Linked DNA regions of Hordeum vulgare: region 1 is linked to region 2. The links are chromatin contacts, called in public Hi-C maps. All regions are on one chromosome and are shown on one strand. Each heading gives the region's core, a stretch centred on a gene start, on an enhancer-like site or on the middle of the called end of the contact. The rest is flanking DNA. Distances are from core to core; before and after follow the strand shown.

What was found. Hi-C and Micro-C count contacts between places; a contact is called where the count stands out from the background.
Region 1: a Hi-C map of leaf shows a contact between it and region 2, with 3 times the contacts expected there. The contact joins the promoter of LOC123409668 here to the enhancer-like site in region 2. A contact is called at or near these places in 2 of 6 Hi-C or Micro-C datasets (leaf and seedling) and 1 of 1 datasets of contacts at active chromatin or transcription factors (embryo).

Annotation. Positions count from the first base shown.
Region 1 is chr7H:426,112,247-426,114,946 of MorexV3_pseudomolecules_assembly, forward strand. LOC123409668 (protein IQ-DOMAIN 18-like) reads left to right here and starts at 1,414. Exons shown (of 5, transcript XM_045102538.1): 1 at 1,414-1,775; 2 at 1,958-2,260; 3 at 2,354-2,632. The coding sequence starts at 1,647.
Region 2 is chr7H:425,354,077-425,356,776 of MorexV3_pseudomolecules_assembly, forward strand. No RefSeq gene overlaps it. Among protein-coding and RNA genes, the nearest start is that of LOC123411047, 65 kb to the left of the region's middle. Within about 2 kb of position 1,370, at least 2 of the 3 cell types and tissues checked have open chromatin away from gene starts, as enhancers often do. A contact at or near this core is called in leaf, where this site is marked.

The DNA of each region.
Region 1 (2,700 bases), core at 164-2,663, 760 kb after region 2:
CCTGGTCACCATTCCCGACACAGGAAGAGGTGGTGCCGGCTCCTATGCAGGCGCCTCAGGCCATGGCTCCCACGTGGCAGGGCCCGTTGGCCCACATGTGGCAGCCTCCGCCCTACATCGACCTCACGAATGACGAGGACGACGACAATACCGACAACTGATGGCAGCCACGACGAAAGGCTTCAACTTTTTTATGTTGTTTTAGTTTTAAATTTGTGGTAGAAATTTCTGAACTTGACTTTGGGCCGGTGTTACATTATTATTTTAGGTTTTAAAATTTGTTTTGTCATGTCTATTCGGGTGATGTATGCAACTCAACGTCATCATCGATGATGTGGGGCTAGGATTTAGTTGCCGATGTGTACGTCATTTTTGGATGGAACAACCCCGTTAAACGCACGGAAGGCCGCCCGACCGGAAGCGGAGGGGCGTGTTCTTTTTTTTCCAAACGGATAAAATCCGGATAAAACAAAGGTTGGAGTTGTTCTTGCCTCCTCTATTTTCTTCATGCGGAGGTCTTGACTCTTGAAGTTGCTTGGAGTGGAGTGCATGCATGCATGCAGGTGCGATCCTGCCGTATGATCCAAACTCGTCTGCACGTAGTACTGCGATCCACGATACTCCCATATTTTCTTGGAATACGTACTCCTAGTAACTATACCCGGCCCATCAACAACACATTGAATTTTTGCAAGTACTTCTAACAAGGTGCATATGGGCAGCCAACTAGCCGGTGCGGTTACTGGTCCGGTCCAGACCACGCATGTGTCACCAATGCGGGCATGTGACTTGCTGGAGCACGCACGCAGCTGGACCCCCACCGTATCTGCATGCCACTACTTGAGTTGAGGCAGTCAACCCTAGATCGGTCGATCTCGGCACACACAAAAACAGAAAATGATTCGTCTGCATGAGGTGCGGTGCGTGCCGACAAATTACATAAATCCATTGAGGATAAGTAGAGATACAACCATACACACAAGTTTATTCAAATATATTTGCTCACGGTTGGTGGTTACTTGGAGTGCCTAGCTAGCTAACGGTGCCAACTCCCCCTCTAGACACTTTCTTCAGTCATTATCAATTCATTTAGCATCATGTACATATACTCGAAAATGATGCTCGTAGTAGTAGAAAAAAATGCTCCCCGAATCATTTCGCACCTGCAGCGCACACGTCCGTCCACTCATCATCGCACCCGAACGGATTAGACAAACGGCTCAAAAGGCTTTCCCCCCGGGCTCCACACCATCGTAACGTTCACCCACCAAGACCCTACCCACTCCACCACAGCATGGGGAAAGGGATTCTGGCCCCACCTCTCAGCGAGTGAACAACTTGTAGCAGCAGTGCGGACGGCAGCACAGTCTTCTTCACTACACTCATCCACTCCGCTGCGCTCTCCTGCGCGTCTGCTGCTAATGGATGGCTCCACATAAAAGACGCAGGGGGGCGCGTGAGTCATCAAGCCCCCCACTGCCCGCGCCTGCCAGCCGCGGCAATAATAATATCTCGGCCGCTTCCTGCCATGCCGCACGCTAGCACGCTAGGATCGAGTAGCTCGTAGCGTAGCCGTGCGACGGAGGGAGGTGGGTCGATGCCCGCGGCCGTGGAACAACAGCAACCGCGAGCCGGTGGTGTCCGCCATGGGGAATAAGAAGGGCGGGTCGTCGTGGCTCACCGCCGTCAAGCGGGCCTTTCGCTCGCCGTCCAAGGAGGACAGCCCCAAGAAGTCTGCACGCCTGCGCGAGGACCCCGACGCCGACGAGGATAAGGTCGCCCACCTTCCCCCGTTTCTTCTCTCAGTGCATCTCTCCGGCCGTCCTTCTCGGCGTTTCATTCTTGATTAGTCTTTATCGAACCTACTCCTCGTCATTCTCGGTGTCCTAACTAATGTATTCCGGAGTACAAGTTAATGCATGACTGACGCTGTGTCTCGTGCACTCGCACCGCGCAGACCAAGAGGGAGAGGAGGAGATGGCTCTTCAGGAGATCCTCGTCCCCGTCTCCTTCCCCGGCGTCTGCTACCGCGCCGCCGGAGCAGCAGCAATCGGCGGCGAGGTCGGCACCTGCGCCTGCTGTAACGGACGAGCAACGTCACGCCATCGCGCTCGCCGTGGCGACCGCGGCGACGGCCGAGGCTGCCGTGGCCACGGCTCAGGCGGCGGCTGAGGTCGTCCGCCTGACCCGCCCCTCCTCCAGCTTCGTGCGGGAGCACTACGCCGCCATTGTCGTGCAGACCGCCTTCCGAGGCTACCTGGTAGCTAACTGCTTGCAATGGCTACGTCTCACTTGCCGTCGATCTCATTCTCCCTCCAGGCGTTCGCCCTAATGCGTTTCTGCCCTTGCACAGGCGAGGCGTGCTCTGCGCGCGCTCAAGGGGCTGGTGAAGCTGCAGGCGCTAGTGCGCGGGCACAACGTGCGGAAGCAGGCCAACATGACGCTGCGGTGCATGCAGGCGCTGGTGCGCGTCCAGGCGCGCGTGCGCGACCAGCGGATGCGACTCTCCCAGGAGTCCCTGTCCGCCGCCGGTGCGGCTGCCTGTGGCAGCAGCAAATCCTCCTACAGCGTTGACACATCCGCTTTGTGGGACTCCAAGTACACCCAAGAATACGCCGAACGCCGCTCTGTGGTCCGTCTTTACCAATCAATATTCGCATCTGTTGATCACATGCTGCTGTTTGTTACAATTTTGATGGT
Region 2 (2,700 bases), core at 120-2,619:
CAGGTCGCAGCCTCGACGGTGTTCTCTCCTCGACGACGTGTGTGTTCCTCTGTGGGTTGCCACGTCGTCGTGTGTGTCCCGTATGAACGTGTTGTAACAGTATTTGTACGGTTTTTTGTTAATTAATCGGACAATTCTTTTCTTCTTAATTAGTATGATGTTTTGCCTTCGTTTCAAAAAAATACATGGAATTGATAGGCTGGATTGTAGAGGGACATGGAGTGCAGCATGGATTAAAAGAAGTTGCAGACCGTGAAGTAGGGACTGAAAGGTGAACACAAAGGCAGAATTGGAACGACCAACCACACACAGGCATGTCAAAGATGTAATTTTAAGGTAAGCGCGGTAGTGCTCACCTGGTAAGATGATGTGCTAGATCTCATGATGAAGTCCCATTGGAATACATCTTTGCTGATTGGGCCAGAATCCGCGGCGCTGCCGCCGGCCGAGAAATGACGCACGGAGACATCGGTAAACTATGCCTTCCTCGACGTTATGGAATTTCAGGTAGCCGGTAACGAAATCGCACCCTGGTCGTAGTCCCAGTGTGGAGAGTGGCGTCGGATGAGAGGCAATGCAGTATTCATGACGGAGGATGGCAGCACAGACATGTTTTTAGATGCAAAAGCTTTGACGCTCAGTTTCATCTAGCACTCTCTTTGAATAATAGAGGGTGTGTTAATGAGAAGAGATGAATGTTGCAGTTTACTTCCATGTGCATTTGTGGTCGGGCGATGTTCGACCCCAGAACTGGAAGAGGTTGCGGTGGGCATTTCCTATTTCGCGCCACACGCGTCAGTTAACTGGCAACGGTGGCGTTCATAAATGGGTCGGACCATGTAGGCGCCGTTTGATATTTTTTTTTAAATTATACAAACTCATTTTAATATTGAAGAACATTTTCTTAAATTTCCGCAAATATTTTTTAAGATTGATGAAGGTTTTTGCATATTGATGAATGTTTTTGAATTTTGATGAACATCTTTTTGAAAATGGATGAAATTTTTAAAGATTTATGATTTTTTTTAATTCAATGAACTTTTTTAGATTGTTTATGAATTTTTACAAATTTATTGAACTTTTTAAAAATTTAATGCACTTTTGCTAAATTGGGTGAACTTCTTTTTTAATTCCAATGTTTTAAAATTGATGAACTTTTTTTTCAAAATTGATTAGCTTTTTTAAAAGATAAGATATTTTTTTTTCGAATGGGTGAACGTTTATTTCTTTAAATCTGTAACCTTTTTCTGATTCTATAATTTTATTTTCATAACAAAAAATGAAAAAAAAAACTGGACATCACTCTAATGGGCCGGCTCATGCTAGCAATATTGCAGGCGCTGGATCGTTAACGGACGTCTGCGGCGCTGCATAAAAGCTCCCGTAGCGGTGGCGATGGGAATTGAAGCTGAGATGAGGCTTGTGGTTTACATGGGCTAGCACAATAGACCGAGTTCATTTGACGTACGTTATTGGGATGGGAAACAAAGTGAGCATGCAAATACACAGCGTGTATAGTTGATTTCTTTCGTGATTTTGTTTTCCTGAGGTGGTAGATTTATTGAGTTGATTGGCTGTATGTTGTTTGCTGATGTGGGTATCTTGCATGTTAAGAGAAATTAGCTAATGGGTGTCTCCTATTTAGTTATAGTAGATTCATATCCATGGCCATTATCATCTTTAGTCCTAGAACGTTTATAGTCTTTATAGATAAAAAATTCTATAGATAAAATATTATTTGTTACTCGAGCAGTATGAGCGGATACAATGATCTAATCTAACACACGTTTTCACACTTGCAAATATGAATGATTTGGTCATAATTTTTAGAACTTGTATACTGATGGATCTGATTTATAACAAGAGTCACGCATAATACACAAGAAGTATCTCAAAATGGCAATGTGTACATAGTTTTTATAGCGTCTCCATTTCAAATCCATGTTTAAATGTGTTTATATACATTAGACTTATGTAAACCTATGATATTACTTATGCCATATAATTGTATTTAGTGAAAAACTTGATAGGATACTTGACACATAGTTATCTTTACAATTATACTCCAAGTATCGTGTACACATATGAGTTCAAAGTGATTAAAGTTATTCAATTTTTGTATTATCATGTGCATATGACTAAGAGTTCCTATGATAACACGCAAGGTATCATCTAGATATTCCGAAACCGAAACCAGCATCATGACACTGTTCGATCCACACAAGAAACTCGCAACAAGACTTCCAAATGTGCCACGTTGCTTCCTGGGTGCCCCCCACATGATATTATTCATAATACATTGACTAAATAAAGAAATAAATCACCCCAAACAAGATATTGCTTGTATTTTGTTTCTATTTAGTTGTGGCTTGTAATTGTAATACTACCAACTAACATGCTTAGCACGTACCGGAGTACTTGTACTCTATGACTTTAGTACTATAATAGAGTTCCCTCGTGGAGTAAGCGGGGGAGTTTGCCAGTTTGACGCATCGTCAGTTCATGCACATACAGTCCCAGTTAGTGATAGGCCTAGCCAATGCACGTTGAGCAGCGGGCTGGGACGACCATGTGGGATGCGACGCAAACGACATAGGCGTGATGTACATGGTCTAGTTTCTCGTTCCAAACTTGTGAAGTATAACACTTAGTTTTGAATTTATAAGTTGTATCGTGCTACCCATATATATAGTTTGGTAC